Regions from separate parts of the Mus musculus genome. Here all the other regions are linked to region 6. The links are chromatin contacts, called in public Hi-C, promoter capture Hi-C and targeted proximity ligation maps. All regions are on one chromosome and are shown on one strand. The core of a region is the stretch at or near the end of the contact, and the rest is flanking DNA. Distances in the headings are between cores, read along the strand shown.

Region 1 (2,700 bases), core at 32-2,531, 1.3 Mb after region 6:
TGCTTCTACCACTAAGCTATGAATTTAGCCTCATCGATAAATATTTTGTCTTTTTTTTTTTTTCTTTTAAGACAGCGTCTGTTGTCGAGGCTGGCCTCAAATCGATGGGTTCAAGTGATCCTCCAACCTTTCCAAACAGTTGAGACCACAACTGTGTGCTAAACAACTCCTCCGGTGCCTTTTAGACTTCTCCAATGGCCCTTAGATCCTCCTGCCACTTGGGTGACCTGATATTAGTTACCTAACAATCATAGTCCCCAAATCTCTGACATCACCCACTAGACACCAGCAGACACAGCCAAGGGGGCTTAGGTGTGGCCAGGTATGATGGTGGGGAACAGCTACCAACTGGAAACAGGTTGGGACTCAGAACGGAACAAGAGATGGTACTGGTGGTGTCCCTGACAGGAAAGCGGAAATTTTGGGGCTTTTAATTTCCCCTAAGTTCCCACAACATTTCATTGTTGCTCAACACTGCCCCTCTTCCTTACAAAGGGTATTTCCGATTTCACTTCCTCCAAACTCATCTAGCCAGAAAGCTGCAACTTTTTACCCCATTCCGCAGCTGGCACCGCCTTGGTGAAAACTCCCCGCTAGGTCACGTCAATTGTTTCCATTGCCGTGTCCCTCTCCCATCAGTCTGAGTGGAGTCCCAGCGCACTCTTCCTCCTTCCTTACCGATATTCCTCTTCCCGGTGTCCTGTACTCCCTCGGCTTTCCCTATTCCCGCTGTCCTGTCCCTCTCCAGAGTCGCTAAAAGACCAAAGGGTGAGGCTCCCGATGCTTTTGGGAGTTCCTAGCCAGCGGAAACACTGCAGTTGGGGAGCGCAGCTGAAGTACTTGGGGGTGTCCGGAAGCCCACACGTGCTAGATGGTGCTCAGACTTAGTACATCTCGACGCCAGACTCTGGCACCCGCGACCGCCACACTTCCACGAGCCATCCCTCGAGGGGCGGAGCAAAACAGGTGCGGTTGCCAAGGCACCGCAGCCACGAGCTCGCGATATTTGAAATCAGCTAATGGGAAGCAGAAGAGGACGTGGCACGCGAATGGGGCGGGGCCTGGAGGGCTCTTCCCCCGCCTCCTCTCGGGCCAGCCTCGAGGCGGCGGCCAGCGTGCGGGAACGCCGGGCTCCGGCTTATTATAAAGGGGCGGCTCGACGAGGTTCGCGCGACCCTCGGCAGAGGGCGCTGTCGTGGTCCTCACGCCGGCCCTCGAGCCTGCGCCTGCGCGGTGCGGGCAGCGCCCCGCCCCCTGCCCCTCTGCCCTCCGCCGGCCGGCCGGCCCCTCCTCGGCCGCGCGCCCCAGTCCCGCTCAGCCACCGCTCCGTCCTGTAGCAGCCAGCCCCGTCTCCGGCATCATGTTCAGCTGGGTGAGCAAGGATGCCCGCCGCAAGAAGGAGCCGGAGCTCTTCCAGACGGTGGCCGAGGGGCTGCGGCAGCTGTACGCGCAGAAGCTGCTGCCGCTGGAGGAGCACTATCGCTTCCACGAGTTCCACTCGCCCGCGCTGGAGGACGCTGACTTCGACAACAAGCCGATGGTGCTCCTGGTCGGCCAGTACAGCACCGGCAAGACCACCTTCATCCGCCACCTGATCGAGCAGGACTTCCCGGGGATGCGCATCGGGCCGGAGCCCACCACCGACTCCTTCATCGCGGTCATGCACGGCCCCACCGAGGGCGTGGTGCCCGGCAACGCGCTCGTCGTGGACCCGCGGCGCCCCTTCCGCAAGCTCAACGCCTTCGGCAACGCCTTCCTCAACAGGTACCCACCCCTTGCCCCCCAGCGCGAGGATACCAAAGGCCTCCGGAGCCATTGCCCCCAGCCGGCCTTTGTCTCCGAGAGCCCCCGCCAGACCCTAGGCGACCACTCCCAGGGACACCGGCTTTGCTGCGTCCCACTAACTACCCGAGAGAAGTTAGAGACTAGGCATCGTCCACTCTTCTGGCTTCTGTCATTCCCAGAACCTTCCAGGTTTTCAGTTTAACTCTCACATCCTCCTGCAGACCCCAGACCTACTTCCCACAGAGCGGGGGGCTGCTGTGAGAAGATGAACCATTGCTGTCCCCCCTTTCTTGTTCCTCATTCTGGAGGCACCCAGCTCATTCTCATGAATCCCCCTCCTCCTCTGGGGTCCGTTTTTAAAGTGTGTGTCCTGGGAAACCTCGAGACTTAGATGTTCCTTTTGCTAGTGTGTCACTCTCTGCGTCACATCTCCAGGGACCAGTGGTTTTGTGTAGGAAGGGCGCGGAGGCTATGCTTTGGTCTGCTGATTTGGGGGCAGCCCCCTTTGAAGGCAGGGGATGAAGGAGTCCCAACACCCCTCCTAAAAGCAGCACTTACGTGAATGCCAAACCAGCCAGGAGTACAGGAGACAACCCTGTCTCAAACACAACAAAACAAAAAAAGCTTAAGTCAGTGTTGCCTCAGGAGACTTCAGGGACTTCAGGGGGTGGTAACACTGTGGCTCCTGAAATGACCAGACCCATAGTCTAGGATAGATTGGATAGACTTCGTGTGTCTCCTGGAGTCTCAGCTTAACCAGTTCCCGGTGAGTTAGAGTCAGCCCCTCAGGATGCTATGAATGAATCACAGTGGCCTGCCTGAGGAGCTCTTAACACCCAGGATCTTTAAGGGCATTGGGGCATCCCAGACTCCTCCCACAGGAGGTATGACAGGACTCACAGACCCTGCCCTCTC
Region 2 (2,700 bases), core at 59-2,558, 1.2 Mb after region 6:
GTCATTACAGACATCACGACATGGCAGACACTACTAATCAATTGCAGTCTTTTTATTTTTATTTACTTTACTTATTTATTAAGAGACACCGTCTCTTCTAACCCAGGCTAGACCCCAATTCTGTGTAGCCATAAACTGCCTTGTCCTTCTGGTCCTCTTGCCTCCATTTCCCAAGGATTATAGGCATCTGCCACTGTGCCCAGATTTAGCACTTTTTGTTTTTTAAATATAAACTTGGACATAAAGATTCCTTTAAAAGTTTTATTTTGTGGGCTTGAGAGATGACTCAGCGATTAAGAGCACTGGCTATTCTTCCAGAAGATCCAGGTTCAGTTTCTAGCGCCTACATTTTTGCTTATAAATATCTGAAACTCTAGTTCCAGGGGCTCCAGTGCCCTCTTTTGGCCTCTGAGGACACGGGGCATATATGTAGGGCAGAGACATACATGCAAGCAAAACACTGGTATGCATAAATTAAATTTAAAAAGTTTAAATTCTTCATCATCAGTGGGACAGGGTCTCATCATTTAGCCCTGGTTGTCCTGTAACTTACTCTGTAGACCAGGCTGGCCTTTAACTCAGATACCTGCTGGGCTCTGCCTCTGAGTCCTGAGATTTGGAGGTTCGTGCAGTCACGAGCACTATCACGCCAGCTCTGATTGTTGATTTTTTGCATGAGTCCAACATCGGTCTCAGAGAGTTTGGAGTGGTCGTGTTGTCACAGTTCTTTTGTTATGCCTGGGAACTTTTATATTTTGAGAATTTTTAGTTCTTACTATGTAGCCCAGGTTGGCTTCAAACTCATGAATGATTCTCCTGCCTCTGCTTCTCCAGTGCAAGTACCACACCAGGCACACCCAGCCGCAGGCCTGGAAATTTGCTCCACCCTACCCATACCCTTCATAGATAAGGAAACCAAAGTTCAGAGAAGGTGAATCACCTTCTCAAAGCTGCACAGCTCCAGTGTGGACTGTGAACCTGGACTTTCTCAGAGACTATGGGGGCTCCTTCACGCACCCCACCCCAACCCCGCTTTTCCTCTAGGTTCTGTCCCTGGCATCCTGCCAGCCCTCTCCAGGATACGGTCTTGTTAACTGCTCCCATCTACCCTCCACCATCCTTCTTCTAGAGAAGGGGCCTAACCGGAAGGCTGCTCTTGTTAGGAAGTTCCACCCACGTGAGTGAGCGTGAGCGAGCAAGAGCCAGGGATTCTGGGCAGCCCATGGTTTTAGGAGAAACTGAAACTGGGTGTGCTAGGGGCGGAGTGGCCACTGGGGATTTAAAGAGCCACCACTTCCTTGGGCCTCCATAGGTCACTGGGAGGGGACAGCTGCTGAGGGGACATCCAGGACCAGACTGAACCTCTTTTCCCCTTGCCTAAGCCATGCAACTCTGTGGGAGTAGCGAGCTGCTGACTGAGACAGTGAGTACAGGGGACTAGGAAAGAAACGCTATGGAGAGAGACAAGGAAGGCTGCAGTAAGGTCACCATGATCTGTGTGACCTGGGAACTGGGCTGCACACTCCCATCTCACGGTTTAGTTCCTCCTGGGCACTGGAATGACTTCCTGGCGCTCACACTGCAGACCAGTCTCCAGCTTTGAACTTGGACCCTGCATGCGTGCGTACTGCTTCCTCGCAATCCATTTGCTCTCACCTTGCAGCGTTTCCCAGATCCTTCCCTTCTCTCTCTAGTCTCCCAAATCACAGCTGCCTTCTTTCCTCGCTGACTCTGTCTTTCTCCAGCCTCTATTCTGGTCTGAAGTTTGCCCTGAGGAGGATATAGCCACAATCCAAGGGACATGCAGAGTCCTCAGCCAGAGTGGCTGGAGTCTTGCCTGAGGTGGAGTGACAGAGACAGGGTCCCGCTCTAGGCATTTGACTTCAAGTTCCATTTAAGTTTTGTGGTCCCCGGGGTTGGAGGGCTCAGAGCTCTCAGGAGCAGTCCTCTCTGCCCAATGGAATCTCCATCAGTTCTAGGCAGCCGCCCCACTGCCCTGTGAGTGAGCATGGAGTCTTGTAGATCTCTTCTGTGCCAGGTAGGTGACATTCCTGCTTTGAGGAAAGATCTCGTGTATCCCAGGCTGGCTTCAAACTCACTATGTAGCCAAGTCTGGCCTGAACTAATCCTTCCATTACATCTTGCCATTTTGCCTAATTTTATTTGTTTGTTTTGTCTCCTCTTCCTACTCCTCCTTTTTCTTCTTCTTTTTCCCACTTCTGTGCCCTTCTAGTTTTGTGCCTGGTGCATAGTAGATGTTTAATAAATGTTTGTTGAAGGGATGGGGAGATAGCATAGTCAGTGAAGTACTTGTCTCGGAAGCCTAAAGACCTGAGCTTGGTCCCTAGCATCCATAAAGCACCTGGTTAGGTGGCAAGCACCTGTAAGCCCAGCCCTGGGAGAGGGGCGCTTGCTGACCAGGCAGCCCAGTCTTACTGGTGAGTCCCAGACCAGTGAGAGACTATATCTCACAAACAAACAACAAACAAACAAACAAACTAGGTGGGGGCCAGTTAGGAATGCTCACTGCTCTTGGAGAGGACCCGAGATTGGTTCCCAACACCTTCACGGGGCAGCTCACAACCAAATCACCTGTAACTCCAGCTCCAGGGGACTTAACACCTGCTTCTGGTTTCCAAGGGTACAGACACTCACATGCATACACAGGTCACCACATATACACACAACTTAAATTAAAAG
Region 3 (2,700 bases), core at 161-2,660, 1.4 Mb after region 6:
GGGGATGAAGCCCGAGAAGGCCGTCGGCGTGGTCCCCGAAGAGAGTCCAAGCCTGAGGAGCCACCACCACCCAAGAAGCCTGCATTGGACAAGGGCCCGGGCTCAGGACAAAGTGCAGGGTCGGGACCACCTAGGAAAACGTCAGGGACTGTCCCAGGTACTACCCGCGGTGGCCAGGAAGTCGGCAATGCTGCTCAGGCTCCAGCACCTGCAGCATCGCCACCCCCAGAGGGCCCAGTGCTCACTTTCCAGAGTGAGAAGATGAAAGGCATGAAGGAGCTACTGGTGGCCACCAAGATCAACTCGAGCGCCATCAAGCTGCAACTCACGGCACAGTCGCAAGTGCAGATGAAGAAACAGAAAGTGTCCACACCCAGCGACTACACACTCTCTTTCCTAAAGCGGCAGCGCAAGGGCCTCTGAACTCTGATTCTGTGGCAAGGCCCCAGGCCTGCCCTCACTCCCAGCAGGCTTCACCCTCATCCTCTAATTCAAGCCTAGACTCCGCCCTCAGTCCTAGGGGACCCAGAGCTGTCCTGCAGTGACTAGGAGCCTTCATTTAGCCCCTCTTCAGGCCCCAGAGCCCTGGCTCAGTTCTTAGAATGTAGGTGTCATCCCCACCAGCCGGCCAATTGGAACCTCATTGTAGGTCCAATCCCCCGAAATTCAGTGGACCATGACAGGAGCCCAAGTCACGCCTGAACAGTAGGGCATTCCTCCCACTTGGGGGCTAGATTGACCTTAGCCCCAGAGCACAGTTGCTACCTGGAAACCAAGGACCATTCAGTCCCTAGGGGTAGATTTCCGCACTTTATATAGAGTTCCATCCTTTGGGAATCCAAATCCCTTACCCCAAAGAACTTACATATTGCTGCCCGAATTTGGAAATCTTCCTCGTCTCCCTAGCCCCTGAGTACAGGACATGAAGCTCCGACTCTTATCTGTGAATACTGAGCCTCGCCCCCTTCCTGACCAAACTGGCGCAAGAACAGAGCAGGACCTCTTCCAGCCCTCTGGGAACCTCCCTGAGGTCCCAGGAGGAAATCTGCACGGGGTGGGGGAGGGCCAGCCTCTTCCTGTTTTGTACATAGATTTATTTTTCAGTTCCAAGAAAGATAAATGCATTTTGTTAAGAAAAAAGAGAGATGTATGTATGTGTTTCATCTGAGAAATCGGGGATGGGGCGGGAGTGGATATCTGCTTTTGCTGTTTTAGGATTTTGAACTTTATGCTCTGCACCTGTAGCGCGGCGAGAATTGGGAGGGGTACCTAAGCTCCGCCCCTGCTTCTGGGACTTCCCCGCGCAACCAGGGCGCCTCCTCTCGGCCAGGCGGGCGGCGGGGCAGCCCCGGGCTGGCCCCGCCCCGGGCTGGCCCCGCCCCTACGGCCTCCGAGTCTCGGCGCTGCCCCTGCCTGCCCGCTCGCTTCGCCCCGCCCCACCCCGCGCCGCTCCGCGCCGGCTCCGCAGCTTGCGCCCGCCGGCGGGTCCGGCGCCGGGCCATGGCGCTGTTGCGGGACGTGTCGCTGCAGGATCCGCGGGACCGCTTCGAGCTGCTACAGCGTGTGGGGGCCGGGACCTATGGCGACGTTTACAAGGTGCGCTGAGCGGGGCTGCGGGACGGGCGGGAGCGCAGGAGGAGGGTGCATCTTCACGTCCCGCCGCGGGAACCCCGGCCCCGCCCCCTCCTCACCCCGCTTCTCGCCCCTAGGCCCGTGACACCGTCACGTCCGAACTGGCCGCGGTGAAGATCGTCAAGCTAGACCCAGGTGTGGGCCCGGGTGGGGCCTCTGTGCTCCTGGGAGGCGGGCGGGTGAGCTGGCGGGGGCAGAGAGTTAACATTTTCTAGACCCCCCCGTGAAGCCGACCCCAGGAGAAACTAAGGTTTGGCACCTGCTCGGCAAGGAGAGAAATACTCTATGCTCATTTTGCACATAGGGACAGAGTCTAGGCTATTCGTTCCCCCCCCCCCCCCATAATGCCTTGTGCTCCCCAGGGGACGACATCAGCTCTCTTCAGCAGGAAATCACCATCCTTCGTGAATGCCGCCACCCCAATGTCGTGGCCTACATCGGCAGCTACCTCAGGTGAGGTTGTTTATCCTCTTACCCTCTTGTGCCTTGCATTGTGCCACCCCAGCTCTCTGTCTCCCCAGGAATGACCGATTGTGGATCTGTATGGAGTTCTGTGGAGGAGGGTCACTGCAGGAGATTTACCACGGTGAGATCCAGACTCCATGGACATGGCCTTTCCCGATCCCAACATAGGGGTAGGAAGGCATCCTTCTGGCTGCACTTGGACTCCTCTTAGCTTCTGACTGGCTGTGTGACCTTGAGAGAAATACTATCCTCCTCTGGGCTCAGTTTCCCAGCCTGAGTCTGGAAGAAATTTGGCTAACATCACTTTGCTGTAGTGGTGCCTGCTGCTCCCCACTCTGCAGGGTGGGTAGGGAGGGTCAGCATATCCCTCAGGCTCTTTCTCTTCAGCCCCCATTCTGTATGTTTCAGCCACTGGGCCCCTGGAAGAACGGCAGATTGCCTATGTTTGCCGGGAGGCACTGAAGGTATGGGGCTCATAGGCAGCACCCATTTTGGAATCCTCAGGAGTGTGGGCCCAACACATCTGGCCAGTGGGAGATTGGGACCTTGGGATGGGCTGACTCAGGGGGTGGAGGTCCTAGCAGGAGGGGGCCCCCCAGTTCT
Region 4 (2,700 bases), core at 197-2,696, 1.2 Mb after region 6:
CCGAAGACCCCCTTACTGCTCTCCACTGGCCGGGTGGCCCAGCTTCTGCTCTGCTCCGGGCGCTGCTGCTCTTTCCTTGGCCCTCTCCCAGACCCCATCCTGTTACCCTCATCTGACTTCACACAAGCGTCTACACCTGGGTCTCAGCACTCCCCAGCTGGGCCATCCCATGATCGTTTCTAGGCTGATGGCTGCTACCTACCTGCCCAACAGTCAGGGTTGGTGTCTTCCCAGGGACATGCGTCTCTCATCTCAGCAAGTGGCTCCTTGTCCTTCTGAACACTCTGGCCAGAGACCAGTTCATGCTTGGCTACATCTCCCTCATTGTCTTCTCCCATTCAGCAGCAAGTCATAATACTCTCCTACTACCACCATGGTCTAAGCCACCATCCTGTGCTCCCTTCATAGTCCAGCTGCCTAAATGGCCCCAGCCCATGGGCTCTCCCTCTCTCCAGCTCTTTCCTTCTCAACCTTTCTTGAACATGCCTGTCTTATCCTCCTCCAGGGCCTTCGCACTTGCAGGTCCTCTGCTTACGTTTTCCCAGCTCTCTCTACCTCCTTGTGGACTCTATTCTTCTCATCCTACACTACATATCTTACTTGCTTTATCAATTTTTTCTCCCCTTTCATCACAGAATATCTGAAATGAAGCCTTTTTCGCTTCCCTGTTTTACCGAATTCCCTAACATAGGTGCTTGGAGGTCATCTAATGAGTGTCTTTCTCAGAATTGTCTAAAACACGCACGAGTGGTAAAGTTCTACGTGCACATTAAATTTCCTTTTCTCCCTCTGCTACTTTGTGGATCGCAGATGCCTAGGTGGCCCGGCACAGTGCAAGACGGGTGATGCAGGTGCCAGTTAATGCGGTGAAAGGTCGCTGGTGGCCTTAAGTGACAGCGGGACCTGTGGCCAACCGAGTCCACGCCTACTCGCAGGAGCCTAGGCGGTCCTCGAGACCCTGGGATTCCGACCCTAAGGGAAGCGCCAAGGCCTACACCCGTAGATGAAGGGGAGGGGGTCAGCGCCAGGGAGGAGCAGGGCCCACGCTCGGGCCAGCCCGAGGCAGCGTGACGTCCGAGTCACCACCACTGCGTCGCGCCTCGCAGTGATACTGGAGTCCCAAGTCTAGGCCGGGCCTTGAGACCACCGGGCTGCCTTCTGCACGCCAACCCCCACCCCGCAGAGTGGTACGGCCCTCCCCGGCCCCGCGCCGAGCAGTGGTAGCGCCGCGTGCGTGACGCACCACCGGCAATAGGTACCCACGGCGGCCGCGCCCCCCCACGCCCGGCTCCGCCCACCCGGCGGGCCCCGCTACCCTCGCGACCGCTCTAGCGCTCGGAGGATACAGCATGAGCAGCCGCAGCTCTCGCTCTTTCTGCTTCATCTTCTTCAGAATGGTCAGAAGCCCCATGATCCCGTAGCCCCCTCCCGGCCGCCGTTTCTTCTAGTCCCGGGACCCCGCTCCCGTCTCCTATTGGCCAGCCTGGCGCTTGTGGCCGCCCTCGTTGTCACGTGACCACAGGAGTGCAGGGCGTCGCCCCCTAGAGGCGCTGCGGCGACTTTGAAGCCTGCTGCGTTAACCCTTGTCGGGAAGGCAGAGGGTTGGTGGGGACAAGGGAGAAGTCCCTAAGCCTTCCGACTCCGAGGCCTCGGTCGGATGCCAGACAGAGGCTGACTTTCTCGAGCAGTATCTCGTCTGGGTAGGGAGTAGCCGCGAAGAGATTCTGAGCTAGGAGTCGGAATCTGGTTCCACAAAGAGCTGACGAATCATCCGGGGACTGTAATACGGTTCCCACCAGTGCATCTTGTGACTTCCATTCATTTACCAGTGACGGAAAACCGTTGGTCCTGGTCCGGGACTCTGTCGGAAATGGCTCTGTGCGTTCACTTGAGGATGATGACTCCCCCTAGGGGCCATTTCTAAATGTGCGGACAGTATGGCCTCCTTGGGTTGTTTAGAGTTCCAAGCTCCCCGCAATGCAGGGACCAGACCCGCACAAAGGATTGAGTGCTATCTAGGACCCTATCAGGTTGAGACGCTCTATCCCAACTGTTAGGATAAAACTGGCAGGGCAGAGCCTGTCTCAAAAAACAACGATAAAAAACCTGAAGCCCACCTGGTGCTTAGCCTCATGGCTGCTGGCATGTACTAGCTGTACAATCAGATTATCTTCAGTAAATGACTTTGACAAGAGTTCTTTAAAAAAAATTTTTTTTTCTTTGCTGGTTGTGTTGGCACATATCTTTAATTCCAATGCCTGGGTGGCATAGACAAGTGGATCTCTGTGAGTTTGAGGGCAGCCTGGTCTGTATATATATTGAGGACAGAAAGGGCTACACATCTGAGACCCTGTCTCAAAACAATCATCATTGTTGTGTGTAAACTCTGTATGTGTGTGTGTGTGTGTGTGTGTGTGCGCGCGCGCGTGTCTGCACATACCACTGGAGATCAGAGGACAACTTTGTGGAGCTGATTCTCACACTTTTTTTTTAAGATTAATTTATATGTAAGTACACTGTAGCTGTCTTCAGACCCCTTAGAAGAGGGCATCAGATCTCATTATAGGTTGTTGTGAGCCACCGGTGTGGTTGCTGAGATTTGAACTCAGGTTAAGAGCAGTCAGTGCTCTTAACCGCTGAGCCATCTCTCCAGCCCCGATTGTCGCACTTTTATGTGGGTTCCAGGCAGGGAATTTAGCA
Region 5 (2,700 bases), core at 102-2,601, 1.2 Mb after region 6:
AGTCTACAAAGTGAGTTCCAGGACTGCCAGGGCTACACAGAGAAACCCTGTCTGGAAAAAAGAAAAAAAAGAAAAAACAAAGAGTCACTGTGTGCATGTATGATACAAATATATTGTCTCCACATATAAAATCATCAAAGAATCTGCCTGCCTCTGCCTCCAAAGTGTTCCCATACAAGGCGCCTGTTACCACGCCCACTGGACTTTCCTATAATTAAATCACCCATAGAAGGGAATCTTTTAGCACCTCCTGTTAGATATGTTTATGGGCCAGCCCACGGAGCAGTTCTTATAAGTTTGGAAAGCGCTTTCTAGGTCAACTCTCTCAGTACTATCCTACCTCCTTCCACCTCTACTATGTAGAAAACAGCCAATTTGAGAATGTCAGACCTGAGGTCCCACGTCGGGACTTTTACCAACTGACTTTCCCAAGAAGAAGCTATTGCTGGGGGATGGAAGTTACAGTACTCCCAAGCTATAGTTCGCCGTTGCTGCTACAATTGCGTCTTCCCCACCCCAGGCTCCTCGGGTCCCCGCACTTAGTTCTCTGGGATCGACTCACCCAAGTTGTAGAGCAGAAAGAGGCCCTGAAAAGCAGCCTGGCGGGGGTAGGGGCCTTTGCCCCGCGCGTAGCAGCGCCGCAGCGAACCGAAGCCTTCCTGCACCTGAGTCTGAAGCAGCACCGGGTCCGCGGCTCCGCGCGTCTCTTCTGGCCGCACCCGCGCCACCACGGCCAGCAGCGTGGCCAGCGCAGCCTCCAGCACTGTCGCTGCGTCCGCGTCGTCCACGCCCTGCAGCGACAGATCTAGCCGCACTGCGCGCAGGCGGTCGGCCACAAAGCTCGCCACCTCCGCGCACGACACGTCGCCGCGGCCAGCCACCTCACCGGCCAGATAACGCACGGTGGCTAAGAGCACTGGCGGCGGCCGCAGCAGGCTTGGCGGGGGCCGGGGTTTGCCCGCTGCCGGCCGGCTGTACTCCTTCACTGTGCGCTTGGGGTCGGCTCGGGGAGCGTTCCCACGGCCGCCTGGCTCCACCTCCAGTCGGTGCAGGCGGCGCTCGCGCTCGCGTCGGGCGCGCTCGGCGGCCGGGCACATGTCTGGGCACAGGCCCATGGGTAGTTTGCAGCCGGACATGGTAGGGGTGTGGGTAGAGGACGCACACTCAGCATCGCCGGGCCAGCGGAAGCGCGGCACTGCATCCTGCCGTGGGCTCGAGGGACAGACTCGAGCCCCAGTCTGGCCAAACGCAGCCTGCCGCGGCTTTCTCGATTTGCCGCTCCCGCGGCCTTTAGAAACGCCTCCCATAATCCATCGCGCCTGGCTTCGGTTTTCCCCCTTAAATCGTCCCATGATGCATCGGTTTGTAGTCCCGCGACGCAGGCCACACCTCCCCAGGGCTGGGATTTGTTGGTTTAGCTTTTTGTTCTTAGGGCTCTCGAAGTAGCAAGTCCTGCTTTACGTACGTGTCTATTATTTCTTTAACACACTCAGCTAGTGCTGCGTGCCTGTCATTCTTCATTGTTTCCCTATGCGTTTTGTTTTAACTGTGTACCTTTGCATGGTCTGGAAGTCACTATATAGACCAGGCTGACTCAGTAGAGATCCGCCTGTCTCTTTGCCTTCCAATTCCCGGATTAAAGGCGCGGCCACTCATTCATAGTTATTATTAGCATTCTGTCTAAGCTTCACTTCACAGTTAGCTGACAACAACCAGGTAGGCTCCACCCAACAGCTACCTGGCAACAGTCAGGTAGGCCTGACCCATTATAAAAGGGGCTGCTTGCCCCCTCCTCTCTCTTGCCTTCTTGCTCCTGCTCTAGTCCCTTGCCCCTCCCCCTCCCTGTGCTCATGGCCAGCTTCTAATTCTCTACTCCTCTACTTCTCTCTCCCCCCCTCCTCTCTCTGCCTTTCTCTGCCTCTAGTACCCTCTTAACTCCCCTTCCCATGTCCTGAATAAATTCTACTATTACCATCGCTTGGCTGGTCCCTCAGGGGGATAGGATGCCTTGGCAAGGGCCAGCTGAAGCACCTCAATGGAACATATTCCTCCTCTCTTTATCTTCTTATAAACATAATGGGTATGATGTGCCAGACACCGCTTATTCAACTCTGTTGGTACAATGTAAACTCAACCACAGACAATAATAAGCAAATGGACCTGGTTGTGTTCAGGCATGTGTTTTACTCACACGTATTTAAATTTTATGAGATTTTCACTAGTCAAAGAATCTTTTTTCTTCCAACCATAAAAAAAAAGAAAGAAAGAGAAGAAGAGAAAAGGAAAGGAAAGGAAAGAAAGAGAAAGGAAGGAAGGCTCTCAAGGGCCTTACAAAAAAGGCAGTGGGCCAGGTCTGGCTACAGACTCTGGTCTAGATGGGTGAACTGACAGGTTAGGGGCCCAGATGCCACTCACATAGAACAGATAGGCAGGATCAGAAGTTCAAGTCTAATTCCAAGGAGGCAGGCAGGTCAGAGCTGAGAAGTCTTTGCTTTTCTTATACTTGATCCAGTTAATACAGATATGGCCCCTGGTAGTCATACGAGCAGGAAGCACGGCCAGGTCCCAAAGAGAGCAGTGGGGGTGGCTGGCAGTGCTGGAGCTGACATCCCAGGAAGGGTCCACCCCTTAGGGCAAGTGTGTGTGAAGCATCTCTGCCCGCTTCAGGTACTCGGCTGCCTTCTTCTTCACACCTTCCCG
Region 6 (2,700 bases), core at 121-2,620:
CAGGCCCCCATACCAAGCAGCTCTAGACAGGTGATGGGCATAGAGGCGCTCTGTGGGTGACAGCAGGCGGAATGCCTCCCTGCAGTCCAGGCTAGACACACCAATGTCATTGGGCAGGATGTACTGGGTATCTGCCATGAGCCCTGCAAGAACACATCACAGTCATCTCAGAGAGCGCAGCATCTTCGCGGCTGCTCTGAAAGCTCATGAGCTAACTAACTTCTTCCATCCAGAAGTCCAGGAGGGAGTAATCCAGTCGCATCCATTCACCTGAAATGCTGGGATTCAAAGACTCAAATACTTGCGGGCCAGCTTTGGCCTGTGGCCTCTCAGACTTAAAATCTGAATCCAATCACTTCATATTACAGATGAGGACACTAAGGCCCAGGATGCCAAGTGTACGAAGGAAGAACCGGCAGAACACAGCCTCATTACTAGACTCCCAGCCCCAGCCACTCCCTGCCTCATCTCCACCTTCTCAGATGTCCTAGTCTCTGTTCAGAATTTCCCAACACCTCTAGCTCATCACAACTGCTGACAAAGGCTTCATGCTGGATATCCACCCCACCGTCCCAACCCCGCTCCACCAAAAGGTCTAAAACCCAGGGCAGCCGCTTCACCTCCCTGCACTGCTCTTTGCTCCTCTGCAACACTGACTGTGAGTATGACACCAAGCTCAACAGCTGGGTATGAAATCCAGGACAGGGATGTGACCCAGTTGGTAGAGTTTGTCTAACCAACAACCAGGCCCAGGGTCAGATTCCAAGGTCAGTCTGGGGTACATAAAACCTTGTCAAAAAATAAATCAAAAACAGCAATGATATTTTGTCCCAGCTTTTCCCTCCTAGCATCTGCCCCAGTCTCATGTCTTTCTTCAGCCCTTCACTATCCTGTTTTCTTCTGTTGCTCTGTTGGGAAGCCATATAAGGGCACAACCCATTTTCCAGATAGGAACCATATGACATTTGGAAAGCAAGCAACTTATCCAAAGCTTTTCAGCTCAGTTGGGACCCAAGGAATTCCGAACCCACCACATTCTCCACGCTCCGCCCCTGGCTAAGGACACGTTTCCACCCTCTGTACTCCTTATTTGCGCGGCTCCGCCCCATCTACCCCTTCGCTCGGAAAGAGGTGTTAACTCTTTACTGCCTGGAAATTCTCCTTGCCCAAAAGCTGGGAGAGATTTGGAAGAGGCACTGAAGGGTGGACAGAAAGGGGATGATCTTGCATGCACAGCCAGGCCTCGCTCTGATCTCCTGAAGATGACACACCGTGACCCCAAAACCAAGGCGCTGTACCTCACCTGCTGCAGCTGCTCCGTTCGCAAACTCACTTCCTGCTTCCGGCTCCCCGCCCCATTCATTGGGACACAAGCCCCGCCCCTACCGACCCGTAGTCGCCCCAGGGATCAGACGGACAGCAGCTACAGCCAGTAGAAGAACCGAAGACAGTTCCTCCCCTCATCTTCTCCCCGCCCCCAAGCGCTACGGGTGGTGCCTGCCTTGCAAGGACCGCGAGGCCTTGGCCTTTTGTCTGCTGGCCCTCACTGCACAGAGGCGTGGCGTAGGGCGATGTTTGGTGAAAAAGTTTGAGTTTCTCAGTACCCCGCGTGGCTGCTGTCGGGTACCGACAGAGGGGACTGACAAGGTCCCCAAACGTGAGAGTTCCTATACATCGGGAGCCTCCACACATGTAGCTGGGAGCCTGCTCTCTTTGGGGTTTCACCTCCAGTGTCCCTACCCTGGATTTGGCAGTTAGGAACCTCCACTTAGAGAAGACTATAATAATGTGGACCCCCTCCTCCCTGGATTTAGGATTTGGAGATGCTATTTGGAGACTACGAAGCTCTTACAAAGAGTGTATGTAGGCTGTGCGAATAGTAGTCCCATCCACCAGTAGTCCCAGGGGTGCAGAAAAATGCTACAGGTGCTCCACTGGGTCGCCATGGAAGCCATCCTTAAAACATTGGGAACCCCAGTTTCCTCAACGCACTTGAAGTCGAGGCCAGCTAGTAGCTGGCACTTTCTTAGTGTGACCACTTGCCAGCTAGAATAGAAAAGCGGTCTCCAGTGACATTGACTGGAGGGCAGCCCAGGATGCAGACAAGCATGTTGTTTACTCTTGGTAGTCAGGGAGGAGTCTTTCTGGGTGACCCATGGCTCTTGCAAGTACTTGCTGACCAGATGTGGTAAGCACTGCAAAGAGCTGGGGCCTGACTTAGGCTGTCTAGGGTTCAATCAGATGTCTGTCTCCTACCAGCTGTGTGACTTTAGATAGCTCACTTCTCTTACTCTGGAACACTGTCAGCTTTACTTCAGGACTAAGTCTACCCAAGGGATGGGCAGCCATCAAGAGGTAGTGCTGTCCCCTAGAGTTGTGTAGGAGGTAGTGTTTCGGGACTGAAATCCAACACACCTTCCTTACCTTGCCTATTTAGAGGGGCCAGAGCAACCATGTGCTTAAGGCCAGCCTTGTCACCACAGCGCTAGTAGCTCTTGGTTCTGATTGGTGAGTGTCATTATAAGGGGGAATTCTGTAAAAATGTGTCCCGAGGAAAGTCCTCTTCTTTCCTTTTGCCTGTTCTCATTGTTTCTAGACGAGGTATAAAGTTGTCTGACTGAGACCCAGTTGAAATGTAAGTGTAACCAGATAGGAAAATAAGGGCTATCCATAGCCACCAAGGGCAAATTCAGGCAAGTG

Evidence for each region. Promoter capture Hi-C pulls out the DNA fragments that hold promoters and counts their contacts. Hi-C and Micro-C count contacts between places; a contact is called where the count stands out from the background.
Region 1: a targeted proximity ligation map of astrocytes shows a contact between it and region 6, with 2.6 times the contacts expected there. A contact is called at or near these places in 1 of 39 promoter capture datasets (liver) and 1 of 130 datasets of targeted methods (astrocytes).
Region 2: a contact with region 6 is called in a promoter capture Hi-C map of liver, with 4 times the contacts expected there. A contact is called at or near these places in 1 of 39 promoter capture datasets (liver) and 1 of 9 other capture datasets (liver).
Region 3: a contact with region 6 is called in a Hi-C map of B cells, with 5 read pairs. A contact is called at or near these places in 2 of 39 promoter capture datasets (both in liver) and 1 of 484 Hi-C or Micro-C datasets (B cells).
Region 4: a contact with region 6 is called in a promoter capture Hi-C map of liver, with 4 times the contacts expected there. A contact is called at or near these places in 1 of 39 promoter capture datasets (liver) and 1 of 130 datasets of targeted methods (pancreatic cancer cells).
Region 5: a contact with region 6 is called in a promoter capture Hi-C map of liver, with 2.6 times the contacts expected there. A contact is called at or near these places in 2 of 39 promoter capture datasets (cranial neural crest and liver) and 1 of 130 datasets of targeted methods (pancreatic cancer cells).

The regions. Positions count from the first base shown.
Region 1 is chr19:6,275,615-6,278,314 of GRCm38.p6, forward strand. It overlaps Ehd1 (EH-domain containing 1), which reads left to right and starts at 1,282. Exons shown (of 5, transcript NM_010119.5): 1 at 1,282-1,764. The coding sequence starts at 1,361. It overlaps Gm14963 (predicted gene 14963), which reads right to left and starts at 964. Exons shown (of 2, transcript NR_168273.1): 1 at 679-964.
Region 2 is chr19:6,163,131-6,165,830 of GRCm38.p6, forward strand. It overlaps Batf2 (basic leucine zipper transcription factor, ATF-like 2), which reads left to right and starts at 1,309. Exons shown (of 3, transcript NM_028967.2): 1 at 1,309-1,423. The coding sequence starts at 1,385.
Region 3 is chr19:6,339,750-6,342,449 of GRCm38.p6, forward strand. Map4k2 (mitogen-activated protein kinase kinase kinase kinase 2) reads left to right here and starts at 1,411. Exons shown (of 32, transcript NM_009006.3): 1 at 1,411-1,596; 2 at 1,710-1,767; 3 at 1,995-2,085; 4 at 2,154-2,218; 5 at 2,506-2,561. The coding sequence starts at 1,501. It overlaps Men1 (multiple endocrine neoplasia 1), which reads left to right. Exons shown (of 10, transcript NM_001168489.1): 10 at 1-1,145. The coding sequence ends at 423.
Region 4 is chr19:6,139,691-6,142,390 of GRCm38.p6, forward strand. Arl2 (ADP-ribosylation factor-like 2) reads right to left here and starts at 1,447. Exons shown (of 5, transcript NM_019722.3): 1 at 1,347-1,447. The coding sequence starts at 1,411. It overlaps LOC115489019 (a long non-coding RNA gene), which reads left to right. Exons shown (of 3, transcript XR_003952891.1): 3 at 1-2,224.
Region 5 is chr19:6,117,235-6,119,934 of GRCm38.p6, forward strand. Sac3d1 (SAC3 domain containing 1) reads right to left here and starts at 1,352. Exons shown (of 2, transcript NM_133678.3): 1 at 563-1,352. The coding sequence starts at 1,352. It overlaps Snx15 (sorting nexin 15), which reads right to left. Exons shown (of 8, transcript NM_026912.2): 8 at 2,165-2,700. The coding sequence ends at 2,629.
Region 6 is chr19:4,926,917-4,929,616 of GRCm38.p6, forward strand. It overlaps Dpp3 (dipeptidylpeptidase 3), which reads right to left and starts at 1,371. Exons shown (of 18, transcript NM_133803.2): 1 at 1,304-1,371; 2 at 1-143. The coding sequence starts at 138.